Linked DNA regions of Macaca mulatta: region 2 is linked to region 1. The links are chromatin contacts, called in public Hi-C maps. All regions are on one chromosome and are shown on one strand. The core of a region is the stretch at or near the end of the contact, and the rest is flanking DNA. Distances in the headings are between cores, read along the strand shown. Region 1 holds the start of EPHA4 (EPH receptor A4). Region 2 has its middle 330 kb from the start of PAX3.

Region 1 (7,101 bases), core at 1,943-4,442:
GTATCTACCAGAATTATTTGTTTTTGCAAGTTTCAGATGACCACATAACTCATCAGGGTGACAGAGCCACAAGTGAATTCTCTCTTCTATCAGAGAGTATCCTATCCAAAGGGTCAGGCAAAGGCTCTCCCTAACATTTTCCCCTCCACAACCAAGTAAATAGTCCATGAATATGGTATCCGCTGTTTTTTTAAATATCAAAGTTTCAGAAAGAGGGAATGCCAGACGTGCAGAATCAGAATGCAAATGTACCTCAAGTAGTCTCTCTTTCTCAAGATGTGTTGGGGACAATCAGAGACTCGTCTTCCACCCCTAGGATATCACTGGCTTGAATTTTAGGTATGGAGTGCTGCCTAAGGGCTTTAGTGTGCTTGTGCTACACCTAAGAGTGCGTCAAAGCTTGGGGGGAAGGGAGGACAGCCTACCGAGCTGCGGTCCCCCGCTCAGGCTAGAACAGCGCTAGGTAAGGGGAACATCCAAAAGGACGCAATGAATTCAAAACCTCTCTTTCCCACCGAGATCTGCAGTCCTGGGTGTCGAAAGGCCCACCTCACAGGAAAACACTGGGTTATTAATTTGATCAGCCAGGCTGGCTCCTCAGGCTGGGGGAGGGGTGGGAATGGGAAGCCTTCCTCTGTGCTCATGCGCACCCCAACTCTCAAGCTTACCCCCAGGCCCCTGGATTCTGCCCACTTTCCCTCTCATTACACCTCAAAGTCAATGGAGTTAAAAATCAGTCTCTTTTCCCTAGTTTTCCCGGGGAGTCTGAATTCCTGGGGTCTGTTAATGATTTTAAAATGTAGAGCCTTCCCTGGGTCGCTCCTGCCTGGAGTTCCCACCCCCTTCCCTCCCCCACCCCCACCACCGCAACCCACCCCCTTCCCTCCCCCACCCCCACCACCGCAACCATTCTCTCCTCTCTGTCCCTAGAGAAAGGCCCGCTACATCCATTTGGATTTATGTAAGGTGGATTAGGGACACAAAGGAAACAATAAGACCCAATTTACAAAAAAAGGGAGGGAGTAGAAAGGGAGGGTAAAAGGGAGAAAAGGAAACGTGATGGGAATAGAAAGCAACAAAGTGAATTAATTTTTAAGGGGGAGATGGGGGAGATGGGGGAGGGGAGGGGAACAGACATCCCTCCCTCCCCTTCAACAGGAGCCTAGGGCTCTCAGCGCCTTTTTGTCTTGGGCTCCTAAGTTTTTCTCCTAAAAGAAAAAAAAAGGGGGGGGGGGTTAAAAAAAAGAAAGAAAGCAAACAGTCTCTACATCTGGGGCGAGAGAGGTCTCAGGGGACGTCCTAACAAGTGTGTGAAGTGGCCAGGAGAACGCGGGATCAACGATTCCGCTCAGGAGAATGAATAACCCTAGGGACCGAGGGGCGGCGGCGGCCGAGATGGCACCAGAACCACCAGAAGCCACGTCAGAAGGATAGGGGAGACCCAGAGGGTGAGAGAGCGCCCCTTTCCTCCCAAGCGACGTCTGTGGGCAGGTGTATAAATCTCTCAGAGCCTCCGTCTCTCCGGAGAGCTCCGGGTACCGGCTGAGCTAAGTTGGTTTTTGGCTCCCTCCTTCGGAACAGAGAAAACGATAGAGTGCACAGGGATGGATGGACGGATGTCTGGAGAGATGGTAAGATGAATGGATGGATGGATGGATGGATGGATGGATGGATGGATGGATGGATGAATGGGTGGATGGATGGACGGATGGAGGGACGGATGGACGGACGGACGGACAGATATATAGCTGGATGCATTATGGATGGATGCATGGACAGACGGACGGATGGATGCACAGAGAGATGGATGGATGCAGAAATGGATGGATAGACGGATGGATGGACGTATGGATAGATGGATGCCGGAAAGGAGAAGAATGAGAGACAGATGTAAGACTAGATGCACGCAGGCCGATGTACGAGCATACTCTGGAACACAGCACGAGCATACACTCGAACACACGCGCACACACTCAGGACATTTGCAAACAGACATACAATCCTCCGCGTCCGCTTCCACCCAGGCATTCGCGCACCTACATATACGCAGTTGCACGCGCGCGCGCACACACACAAGCACACACACGCAGACATGCACACACACGCAGACATGCACACACACATACATGCATGCGCGCGCGCGCGCGCGCGCACACACACACACACACACACACCGTTCGCCTCTCCCTGGGTTTCTCAGTATCTAAATGATCACCGCCCCCGCCCCCCCGCCGCCCCATCTCCCGACACAGACACACAGGCACATACAATCCTCCCAGCACGTCCGAACGGATGTACAGAAAACTGAGCACCCAGACGGGTCCCGTCGATCCCGCACGTTAGCTCTAAACAGTGTGCAATTCTGGGGCGAAAAGCTAAAACTCGACTGCGTTCAACTTGCCGGCGGGTTCCCCAAGTCTGCGGGGTGAAGAGCCCGGGCCCCTCAGGCCCGCAATGGCACCCTCGGGGCGCTGGGCTTGGTGAGGAGAAAGGTGTCTGACTCCAGGTGCTAGAAACCAGGTCACTGGCGCCTGACGAGCAGCGCCACGACCGCTGCGCTGCGGAGCAGGCCCCGCAGCCCGGTCCCGAGAAGCGCAGGGCTCGGGAAACTTTGCAGAAACCAGAGCTCGAAAGGCTTTCGCTAGAACCCGGGAGCACCAAGGCTTCACTGTGCTCCAGGCTGCGTTTTCCCCTCGCCCTGGGCTGGCTCCGGAGAGGACGTGGTTCTTGTAATTTTTTTTTTTTTTTTTCAAATCCTGGCGTTGCCTCCCGTGCATCCCCTCGGGGCGCCTCGAGCGGGCCTCGCTGGCGGATGCTGATAAACTTTGGCCTTTCGTTACAAACTTGGACAGACCCACCGCGTGCACGGGTCACGGCCTCGGGGCAAGCTGCCCTGCAGTTCCCCGCTGCCCCTTCGCCAAGCCCCTCGCCCCGGTCCTCTTCTCCCGAATCGGGAGGCACTGCTCACGCCGGGCTCCCCCCGCACCACCTGGCCCTGCGCTCTTGAGGGCCCCTCACCCGCGATGGCCCCGCGCTGTCCCCGACCACAGAAAGGCCGTCCCGCTCTTACCTTCATTCGCGGGGTACACCCTGGAACCGGTGACAGCGTCGCAAATCCCGAAAAGACACGAAAAGAGGGCGAAATAGAAAATCCCAGCCATGGTTCGCCGGTGCCAACGCTGCTCCTGCCGCTTCTATCCCAGTGGAATAAATGCTTAAGTTAGGAGAGCAGCGGGCTGAAGACATTGCCAAGGGGGCGGGCCCGGCCGGTGACGTGAGCCCGCCAGTCCGGGGCCCGCGGCCAATGGCGGCGCAGACGGGACAGCCGAGGCCCCGCCTTCACCGCGTAGGGCCCGCCCCAGGGTTCCGCCCCCTCCGGGCTCCGCGGGGCGCGAGGTCTCCCGGGGCTCGAGGGGGCGAGCACTGCCGGGTCCCCGCCCCCGCCTGCCGGAGGGAGCCAGCGGGATCCCCCACGTCACCTCGAAGGTCGAGCCCCTGGACGGCGGAGGGAGCTTCGAAAAGCTTGGAATTGACCGAGGGGAGCCAGAGAAGAGGTTGGCAACCTTTTCTCCCACCACGGGCAGTTTGAAATGGAGGAAAACGCTCTTTTATTGAAATAAAAGAAGTCTAACTTGACCTGTCCCTCTGCGGTTGCTTCTTTAGGAGGGTCGACTTGTCTGCGTCCAGCGCGCCCAGGCTGAGCTGCACACGCGCGCCTGCCACCGCCACCCTCTGCCGCCTTGCCCTGTTTTGTCTTTATGGCGCTTCCCCCTCTGAAATGCTCTTTGAGGGGAGTTTTGTGGCTCCATGACTTGCTTCTTCCCTGGCTCCCCAGATGCTTGGAGAGCGGGAACCTAGTCGGTCCCCAACTTCCAGCCCGCAGCAGGGCTCCGTCACTGTCTCCAGAGACTGAAGGAATGACTTTCTAGCAGTAAGGAAGTCCCCGCTGGCCCCGTCCCCTGTGCACACGCCGTGGACCTCGCCCAGGGCCCAGGACGCCCCGACAGGGCCTTGGGCTGCAGGAACCAATTGTGGATTTCCCGGGGGCAGCGTCGGGGGGAGTCCCTGGAACCGGGCCTGGGCTGTCCGGGAGCGGTGGGGGTAGAAGCGAAAGGCTTAAGTGTGGGTGCGGGGACCCGCAGCTGCACAGACAAGGCAGACAGGGACTGGGAAGTTGCCCGGAGCGGCTGCTGCAACTCCCCGCTCCAACCTAGCCGGGACAGCCCTCCCTGCCCCGGGAGACGACGGCGAGCAGGAGGACCCGCACAGCCCCTCCCGGCTGCTCCGGTCCCGGGGGCACTGGCACCATCGGGCTGTGGTCTGTCCCCCGATGCCCGAGCCGTGGACTCAGCCACCTAAGAGCGATCCGGCGACGGCAGCGCAGCCGGTGTCCCAGGGACCAGTCCCCAACGCCACTCGGTGCATTTCCTCAGGCGTTGGCAGAAGCACGGATTCCTAGCGATGAGGCCTCCCTTCCTCTTCCCAGGCTGCCCCTCCTCTGACTCCCTCCGGAGCAGGGCCGGGTTTTCCCGGGGAGCCTGGGTCCCGGCGGCCGGGCGGCCGCGGGGAGGTGGAGGCCCCTCTCCAACCCGGGCCGCAGCTCATCGTGAGCCAACCGCGCCACCTGCCGGCCAGATGCGGGAGTGTGCGGCCCCGGAGGAAGGGCGAGCGGACAAAGACCGCAACCCGCAACCCGCAACCCAGCAGAGAGGTGGTACGTGCGGTTGGGCGAGCTTTCCAGCCACCGCCAAGTCTCCTGCACTACTCCTACCGTGGGGCTGCGGGCAGCGCTCAAGAGGTCCCGGAGTCTGTCGTGACTCTCACCTGCTGGATTTCAAAAGATGGTATCGGAAAGCGTTTCAAGGAGAAACTCCTACCAAACCTTCGGGGGTTGCTTGAGTGGCTGCTCTCGGAAAAGCAGATCCTAAATAAAGCGGGAGGGGTGTAGGTCGGCGTGGAGGAGAGGACAGGTCTCGAGTCGCTGCTACGGTTTCAGGTCATTGGGCTCCGCAGCAGATCGTGTTTTCCCCCTTGGCTCGAGAGCTGCGCTGGTTTCTCATGCAAACTCAGAGCCGAGCTAATGACATGAGCAACTTTTACTTTTACATAAGATGAGCGCGCGTGCCGAGGCGCTGGGCGGCGGCTGTGTGAGTTGGTGGCCCAGAGGAACAGCTTGTGCGAGACTCTGGGCATTTCGGTTTCTAGATACAAGATTTGCTTAAATGTCACAGTCCAAAGAAGTGGATTTCAGTTATTGTAGTTACTGACTGCACACAAGTAAAAAGGCAAAAAAAAAAAAAAAAGTACTCGGGGGATATATGTATGTGTGTGTGCGTGCATAAATTATTTAAAACAATTGCACTAAATCCCTTTAAGAAATGCATTCCTAGGTTCTTTCATGTCTTTCTGAGTTTTACAGAAAAAGAAGACGAATATTGGTCCCTGTCATTTGGCACACAGATTCAAAAGAGAAAAGAGCAATCCGAATTCTTTTTGAAACCTTTTTAAACAATAGATGCTGGTTGCCTCTCTGCAGGAGCTTGAGTGTTGCATGTATCTGTGGTTGAAATGGGAAACTGACTGCCTGCATTGTTATCAACAGTAAAATTTCTAAAACATGTACCATTTTTTCCCCCAGGATATGCACATTGATTATTAAACAAAGTCTTTCCAGACACAGCTGCCTTAAAGCAAGGCATCATTTGCTAGAGTACATTCACTGACTTCCCCTTTTTTCTTCCTATGTTTTAGTTCAGGCCCCAAAGCAGCCCGATAATCAGGAGGACCAAGAAGCAGGAAACGCTTACTTGGAAAAACTGAACCATAACTTCCTCTTTAAATCACTTCTGGGCTGCAGATCAGAAATGAGCTGCTGAAAATTCCTCTATCCATTGTGACTACCTAGAGAAAAGGTGTTCTAACCCAGCAGATACGATTCCTTGAAGAGTAAGGCACAATTTTAAAAATGATGGTGGCCTTTGTCCATCATCAATGCAGAAAACCTCCCACATTATAGGAAAACATCCTGGAGTTTTCAAATGTTGGACACTGTTTACAGCACATCAACGGAGTCATAAGGATACAACGGAATATCACACCTTTAAAAAGTACCTAAAATCACCTAATTTTACAATAAAATTGCTTTACTCTTGAGTAAAACAAGTCTCTTACTACTGTAAAATTTGGGGGTTATTTTGAATCCACTAAGAAATACGTCAAAACATATCTGCTTACACACTTAATAAAAATAGTAATTGAATAATCCAAAAACAATGATATACTTTTTTTTGCACAGTGCCTACCACAAACGTTTGAGCTACAAAGTACCTTGTAAATGCTGAATTGAAGTAAGATTGAATTCCAGAGGTGTTTTTAATCTGTAAAACACATTTGTAAATAGCACCAAGCATCCTAGGGTTTCCACCTCTGCGTGGAGGGTCAATTTCACCAAAGTAAAGAGAAAGGAGCCTTTGACCTGTAGACAAATAGGCAGTGATAAGGAGGGTTTGTGAATGACTGGAGAGACAGAGAGAATAAGATTAATCCACTCTGCTTTTTCTAGGCATCCTGGTGGACTTTTTGTGAATAAAATGGAACCTGCCCATAATGCTCCAATGACTCCCTGAGTTATCTTTAGAGAACCAGAACTTTCAATTCAGACAACCCCGATTTGATATTTTAGCAGGGCTTTTTCTAGCTGTGTGTCTTTAAGTTACTTGACCTCTCTGAGATATGCTTTTCTCATTTACAAATCATAGATCATTAACATTATATGATTCTTCTAAATACTGAATGAATGTTACAGAGCTTCTGGTATAGTACCTGGTGTGTGGTAGCCAGCTGTTATTACTCATTTTTATTTTTATTTTTTATTTTTATGAGACAGCGTCTCACTCAGATCACCCAGGCTGGAACGCAGTGGTGTGATTATGGCTCATCACAGCCTCACCCTCTCCAGGCTCAGGTGGTACTCTCCCCTCAGCCTCCTGGATACCTAGAACTACAGATGTGTGCCACAACACCCAGTTAATTTTTTGTATTTTTAGTAGAGATGGGGTTTCACCATGTCGCCCAGGCTGGTCTCAGAATCCTGGGCTCAAG
Region 2 (7,101 bases), core at 2,006-4,505, 400 kb after region 1:
TTGTAATGTGAGAGGACTGGAACAAGTGGTCCCTGCAGGCTCTCACAGCCTCTGGAGTTACTGAGACACTGGGAAGTAAAATTCAGCTCCTCTCCTATGTTTCTGAAGGAATAGACTTAAAGGCAAGAAATATTCCTAAACAGCAATAGATAGCCCAGGCCATTCATGCTACAGGAACTTTTGATACCTGGATTACGTAAGTATGTAAATTCAAACAAACAAAAGAGAAATTCTGCAACCCTTTGCAAAACATGAAGATTTTTAAGATGACCTCAACTTGCACCAAAATAAAATTATAAAGGAAATACAAACATCTATTCTTCCCAATGCTCCAGGTCCCCCCCAAATTTGCATTTGCTTCCTTCTTTCCTCCACCTTATTAATTGTACAAATAAGGGGCACACTAAACATTTAAGTATGCAAATTATAAAAATAATGAATAGTATATGCTTCTTTTGTGTTCCATTGTAATAAAACCTATTGTTCCATCCATCAGTCTCATTAGAGTAGGTTTTGACCTATACTGAAAAAAAAAACACTCAAATGTTCAAGCTCATCTGCCAAATGAGGGACCTCAGAAGGACAATCTCCACTGTTTCCTCCCCCGTCGAATATTATATGATTCTCCATGGAAATGATGATAATAGATCAGCAGCACTGTGGTTTTACACAAAGGGTAGGACCTCATCGGCAGGCTAGAAGCCTAGAAATTAGAAATATTTCGGTGAATACAGAAAAATTTTCTTATGGTTAATGATATGTTATCCTAATCAGGGTAAAATTTTAAGAAAGAACTTAGAGGTCTCACAGTGTGTTTCCTTCCCAAAGTACAGGAACTAGAAAAATGCTGTTACCAAATATCTTGAGGTAGCTTTTCTGTTGTTAAAAGAAAATACATATTGCTGAAAGAAGAGAGACACTGCAGAAGTTACCTCTCAATCAGCTTTCGACAGGTTATATTGCAGGCATGAAATGAAAGCACCAAGACTTTGATTATGTGTAGATTTTAATTATGTTTTTCTTGTTTTTTTTGTTTTGTTTTGTTTTGTTTTTGTTTTTTTTAGAAATGGGGTCTCGCTCTGTCGCCAGGCTGGAGTGCAGTGGCGCGATCTCAGCTCACTGCAACCTCCACCTCCCAGGTTCAAGAGATTCCCTTGCCTCAGCCTCCCAAGTAGCTGAGACTACAGGCACATGCCACCACGCCCAACCAATTTTTGTATTTTTAGTAGAGATGGGGTTTCACCATGTTGGCCAGGATGGTCTCAATCTCTTGATCTCATGATCCACCCGGCTCGCCTCCTAAAGTGCTGGGATTACAGGCATGAGCCACTGCGCCTGGCCTATAATTATGTTTCAAATTTGGGGCTATATCTGGTCACTATTTAACAGTATGTTCATCCAAAAATTAAGTCCTTTAAAAAATTCTTATTGGGTACTGGATTCCAAGATAGGATTCCATATGTTTCCTATACTTTACTGTTGCCAAGATATAAGACCATGTTTTATCTGCTATTTCCACAATGAAGGCAATGAGTAATTGAATCAATAAATTAAGTGAATAAATAAATTGAACATTTGATTCATATATTTCTAGCAGAAGGCAACAAGCAACCTCTTGGACCAGACAGTTCTATTGATTTTTTCTTAGTCTTATTTATTCCATGTTATTACTTAAATCAAATAGTAAATCAAGCAGTTATAACCTTCTGTTATTGACCCAAAAAAAATACTACATAGGAAAGAATACGTTAAGAAAGAAATTAATAGAAGATTAATACATTTATCAATGTAGCAAAATATTGTCAAACTAAATAACAGAGAAGGAGACTCTCTAAAACAAAGTAATATTTACTCTGGAATGGGCATTGCAATGAGGAATGTGCATGCCATAATAAACTGTGTGCATCTGCAGGGAGGTAGAGGAAGACAAAGGTTTTTAAAGAAAAAATGAGGATTGCATAATTGTCTTGAGATAATTATCCTTGGCTGCAAGGATCAATAACAAGGGTGGCGCCAGCATGAGGTTAGACTGGCAGTTGCTGAGCAGATGTCCCCACAGAAGCATTTTGTGTGTGTGTGTAAGGTTGCAATGGCCTTTTTTGCAGTCTTTTGTGGTAGTTCTTGTTATCAGACACTCATGATGAGAACACTCTCTTCCTGGCCTTTCCCAATTCTATTTGTCAGGGTTTTTAACACAAGTAACTCCATTTTGATTCTGACGACTTTCACAATATTTACAGATGATCGTTTAATAATCACTCGAGAGAGAGAGATGTGGGTTTCTTTCTAGTTTACTGAATTCTTCCCTTTTTAGTTGCCACAGAAATCTGTGTGCTGACAGCAGCCCTGTGTGGGACATTTAGGCCCACAGACACTCATGTGATTCTAGAAAATGTCTCAAAGAAGGGACCTGGATTTTCATCCCTTTACACTCCTGCAGTTTAGTTAAACAGTGGCAGCTGAGAACAGCCACTTGTCATCCATTTGGTTATGATTCTTCTGCTTCATCATCAATCCAAGCATTGACCTAGTTGTAGAAATTCAGCTCCAGTCAGTTCTCCTAAATATCTAAAATGTGCACAACAAATCCAGTTCCTCCAACAAGGGCTAATGTTCACCTCTTCTCTGTGTGTTTTTTATACATTATGTATCTGCACTTTTGCATTAAGTGGCTATAATTAATATAATTTTGTTAGAGGCTAACTAAAATAAAAAGCCCTATCAATTAAGAATGCATAATATTTCATCTTAAGAAACACCATCTTCTAAGAATTAATGTCTTTAGACTATCATAAATAAAACATCAAGGAAGATGCTTGTGCATAAATCTTTGACCACATCTCTAATTAATTTTTCTTCAGGATAAAACTTTTGAAAATAATCCCGTCCAATTGAGAGATAGTAAAAATGTCCTTATTTTAATTTGAATTTTCCTTCTTATTGGAGGTTAAAAATTGTGCATAAAGTCTTTGCCCTGTGTATTTCTTCTCTTGTGAAATATCTATTTACATCCTTTACTTATTTTTCTAAGTCTTACGTTTTTAATACCACATTCGATTGCATGTGTAATTTGTAATTTAAAATAGGCTTCAGTGAAAGGAAGTTTACAAATATATGTGTCATCACCATCATTTAATTATTTCTTTAAATCTTCTTAAAGTTATTCCTTTTAAAATATCTCTACAATTTTTTTGTTAAAATGCCATTGAGAGCACCAAACAGGCGTTCGAAATATCTTAAGACAGTGTTAGGCTGCCACCTAGCATTTCAGTGTGGAACAGTCCAAAACACCCATTGAAGGTTTTCTCATATTCAGAACATATCGAATACAGTAAACACAAAAATGTCACCTTATGTCCTGAATCCAGAAAGGCTAAAAACTAATGTCAATGAATGCAAAACTAGGACTCCCATAGACTCAGGGACAAGGTATTCCATATATACATATCCTCTATATTTAACACTTGTCACTGTTTACCTTAACTGAAATAAGACCATTACTCTGAAAGTCAAGAAACTTGGGTCCTCATTCGAAACTTAACTGCTAACAGATGTAGTGATCTTTCACAGCACAATGAGCCTCCTCAGGACTCCGTTTTTCCATAAAATATAAGGAAGACAAAGGAAAGCTGTCTTGTTCCTCGCACTCTGCAAGGGTGCAGATGAGTGGTGCGTCTCAGAGAGGACTGTATGCTTCTGGGGCCGTAGGAGCTGTGTAAGGTCGGATATGGAATTGCTTGCAAACTTGCCCTCTTCCTGGTCACCCTCCCCTTCATCTCACCCCTTCCCCCGGAGACGGAAGTGCTTTTCAGGTGGAAATGCTTGACCACACGCCGGCTTGACCATGCCTGTGGTCTAATTGGAGAGCTTTAGAGAGGGACAAAGAGGTGAGGATAAAGGACCTGCCTTCCCAATCAGCCTGTCTACAATGACCAGTAACGATAGTCCAAGTCCTATTATCATACAGTGTCCAGTGCCTGTACAACATGGACTACTCATGACAGCTTCCTGATCTTCCAAAATTTCTCACCTGCTCGCCTCCTGCCTTCTTCATGGGGGACACATACCCCCCTTCATTCTTCCATAGGCTGTAAATATTTTTCAAAGCATAGTTTCTCTCATCTGCTCTTCTCGCCTCATACTTTTGGCTTCAAAGGAATTACTTATTTGCACATCTTAAACTCTTAGGGTTTGATTGAAAAATCTTTAACTCCTGGGCAGAATTTTCACTTGAGTGCCAGTGATGTGTGTTCAGCTGTCTGCTGGAATGTTTGATGTCCCATCCCTAAAACCATCTTCCTTCTTTACCGTGTATAACCAAACACTCACAAAATCCTGACAGTTTTTTGTGCAGTTGTTTCTCCTGCTCACTGCTTCTTTTCTGTCCTCAAAGGACTCTTCGTGGTGTGCATGGACCATGGTAATGCCTTCTCTTTAGTCCTTTGCTCTTTTAATCCAGATCTTCCCCAGGCAGAAACCCACTTTCCCCCACTGTGCAACAGCATCATTTTCTATAGATGCCCCAAGGTGAGAATGGTTCCTAACCCCACTCAACTCCACCCTGCATGCACCTGCCAAATCAGACGTCTTCAACGCTGGCCTCACTGCTGAAGGCCCAAATCTTCCTGTTGATCTTTTTCATTCTTCTTTCCCACCCTGCCCTGCCAGGATTCCTGTGTTCCAAGCAATTTTATTTCAGTGAGATCCTCAGATCATGTCAACTAAAGACTTGTTATTCAAAAGTGTGGTCTGTGAATCAAGTGATATTGGCATTATCCGGGATCTTTTTGAAAATGCAGGCTTCCAGGCTCCACCCCAGAATTTTGAATCAGAATCACAATCTAAACCTCAACAAGATCCCTGGGAAATTCACATGCATGTGAAAGTTTAAGGAATACAGAATACACACACCCCCAGCCTCCCTATTTTTCTCTCATTTCCATGTATTTCCTTAATTTTACATTCACAATCTAAAATTATCTTGTTATTTTCCTTTCTATCGTCTACCTCATCATATTGGAATGTAAGCTTTATGAGAGCCAGGCCCTCATGATATTTACTGCTGTATATTTCTAGTATACATTCAATAAATAATTATTAAGTAAATAAGTTCTGAGCTCATTTCCTTATTCTCACTTTTATTTATGACATATCTCCGGTCCACCTTGCCTTCTCTCCTCCTTTTCTCCTTTTTAGACATTATTTATCTAGGTGGATGCACTGGCTCATGCCTGTAATCCCAGCACTTAGGGAGGCTGAGGCAGGCAGATCACCTGAAGCTAGGAGTTTGAGACCAGCCTGGTCAACGTGGAGAAACCCCATCTCTAATAAAAATACAAAAATTAGCTGAGGGTGGTGGTGGGCACCTGTAATTCCAGCTATTTGGGAGGCTGAGGCAGGAGAATCACTTGAACCCAGGAGGCAGAGGCGGCAGTGAGCCGAGATTTTGCCACTGCACTCCAGCCTGGGCGACAGAGAGAGACTCTGCCTCAAAAAAAAAAAAAAAAGAAAAAGAAAAGAAAAGAAAAGAAAAGAAAAAAAAAGGGAAAGGAAAAAAGATATTATTTATCCAACAAATTATAATTTCTCCAAAAAAATATTTCTCAGACACTCCAAGCACATGCCCTTCTGACTTCCTAGACCCTATAAGAACAATTCAGACACCCACACTCACTTCAATGCTTCTTGTGTATATGTTTTGTCTCTCCAACCAAAATGTAGATGTCAGGAGGGCAGAATCTGTGCTTTATGCTTTATTGGTATTTCCCAGAATTTACAAGAGGCAGATAAATGCATTCATTCTATGCAAAAAGAAAGATTCACCAAAAGAGTCACGGAGAAAGTCTAGAAAAGAGAAATCCTAGAAAATGGTTTGGACAAACCTCTTTACAAGAACAGTGAATAGACTTCGAGTGAGTACCCATAGCAAAGACATGTTATTTAATTCTTATAAGTTAATCACCTCACTTACAAGTTGTGTTTTACATTTTAATATTATTATATTGTCTCGTTGAGATTATTTTAAAATAATTCCTTATCCTAGAATGAAATTTGCACCTAATGTTATGTTTAGAGATTTCACATGGTATCTTTGCTACAATAAGATTCAATTAGAATGAACTTCATTTAGGACACATCAGTTCCTAACTTCCACATTGATTTGTTCATAGGATCTTCCTAGTTTTGAATTTGAAAATAGGGCTAATCTTCCCCACGGTGAGGTATGAACTCTTTATTGTAGAGACTTTGTCTTTTTCATGATGTTCGTGAGGGTTTAAGATCCTGGACGTATGTTACTCCATTTTCCTGCCCATTCCTTCATTGTTTGTGGCACACATCCCACATATACCAAGAAGGCTGATTAGCTAATCTGTCAGTCTTGATAAAGTGCCTGGAAATGCCCTGAAGAATTACCCGAAATAACAGTTTATGCCACAGACACACTGCAAACCGAAAAAAGTTTCAAGCCTTAAACACTCTCCCATACCAATTATCTAACTTCATTATGGTTTTCTATCTTCTATGTCTTCAAGGTGGCATTTAGCATAAAATATTTGCACACTTTCATACTACTAAATAGAAAATACCTTTATATTTTCAAAAAAGGAAAAAAAATTGTTATGAGTAATAAAAATGTTACTAAAAATGAGGTACCAGGTAAGGTGGAATTCTACACAGAACCACAGGTTACAGAGGCAAAAAACAAAGCAAACATGAGGAAAATACAATAAGCTCCATGACCTTGGTTTCCAGGGCGGTTTGATTTATATCAAAGCCAAATGTGGTTCATCCCTTACTAATCACTTATCTGGAAAGGAGAGAATGAAAACATTATTTTTGTTTGTTCATGCCCAGAATGTAAATGAAATTCAGCAAGGAAAATTAAGTCAGTCATCCAAAGACTCGAAACTTTTCTCTTTCCGAAGCCTCCGAACCAAGACTTAGATTTTGTAAAGTTCTGATAAATCACTCATCTGGTTACAACACACATTATAACTGTAAACTGACTAGACTGGTTCAAGTTCCTTCAAGTATAGGTTGAGAGTAGGTGCTTTCCTTTAATTATTATCTATTTATTAAATTGTGTTTCTTATCAAAACC

Evidence for each region. A called contact is a pair of places that touch in the nucleus more often than the background predicts.
Region 2: a Hi-C map of fetal cortex germinal zone shows a contact between it and region 1, with 8 times the contacts expected there. The contact joins the enhancer-like site here to the promoter of EPHA4 in region 1. A contact is called at or near these places in 2 of 14 Hi-C or Micro-C datasets (fetal cortex germinal zone and fetal cortical plate).

Annotation. Positions count from the first base shown.
Region 1 is chr12:126,820,567-126,827,667 of T2T-MMU8v2.0, forward strand. EPHA4 (EPH receptor A4) reads right to left here and starts at 3,193. Exons shown (of 17, transcript NM_001260870.1): 1 at 3,071-3,193. The coding sequence starts at 3,161.
Region 2 is chr12:127,222,681-127,229,781 of T2T-MMU8v2.0, forward strand. No RefSeq gene overlaps it. Among named protein-coding and RNA genes, the nearest start is that of PAX3, 330 kb to the right of the region's middle. Within about 2 kb of position 3,256, at least 5 of the 40 cell types and tissues checked have an H3K27ac peak or open chromatin away from gene starts, as enhancers often do. A contact at or near this core is called in fetal cortex germinal zone and fetal cortical plate, where this site is marked.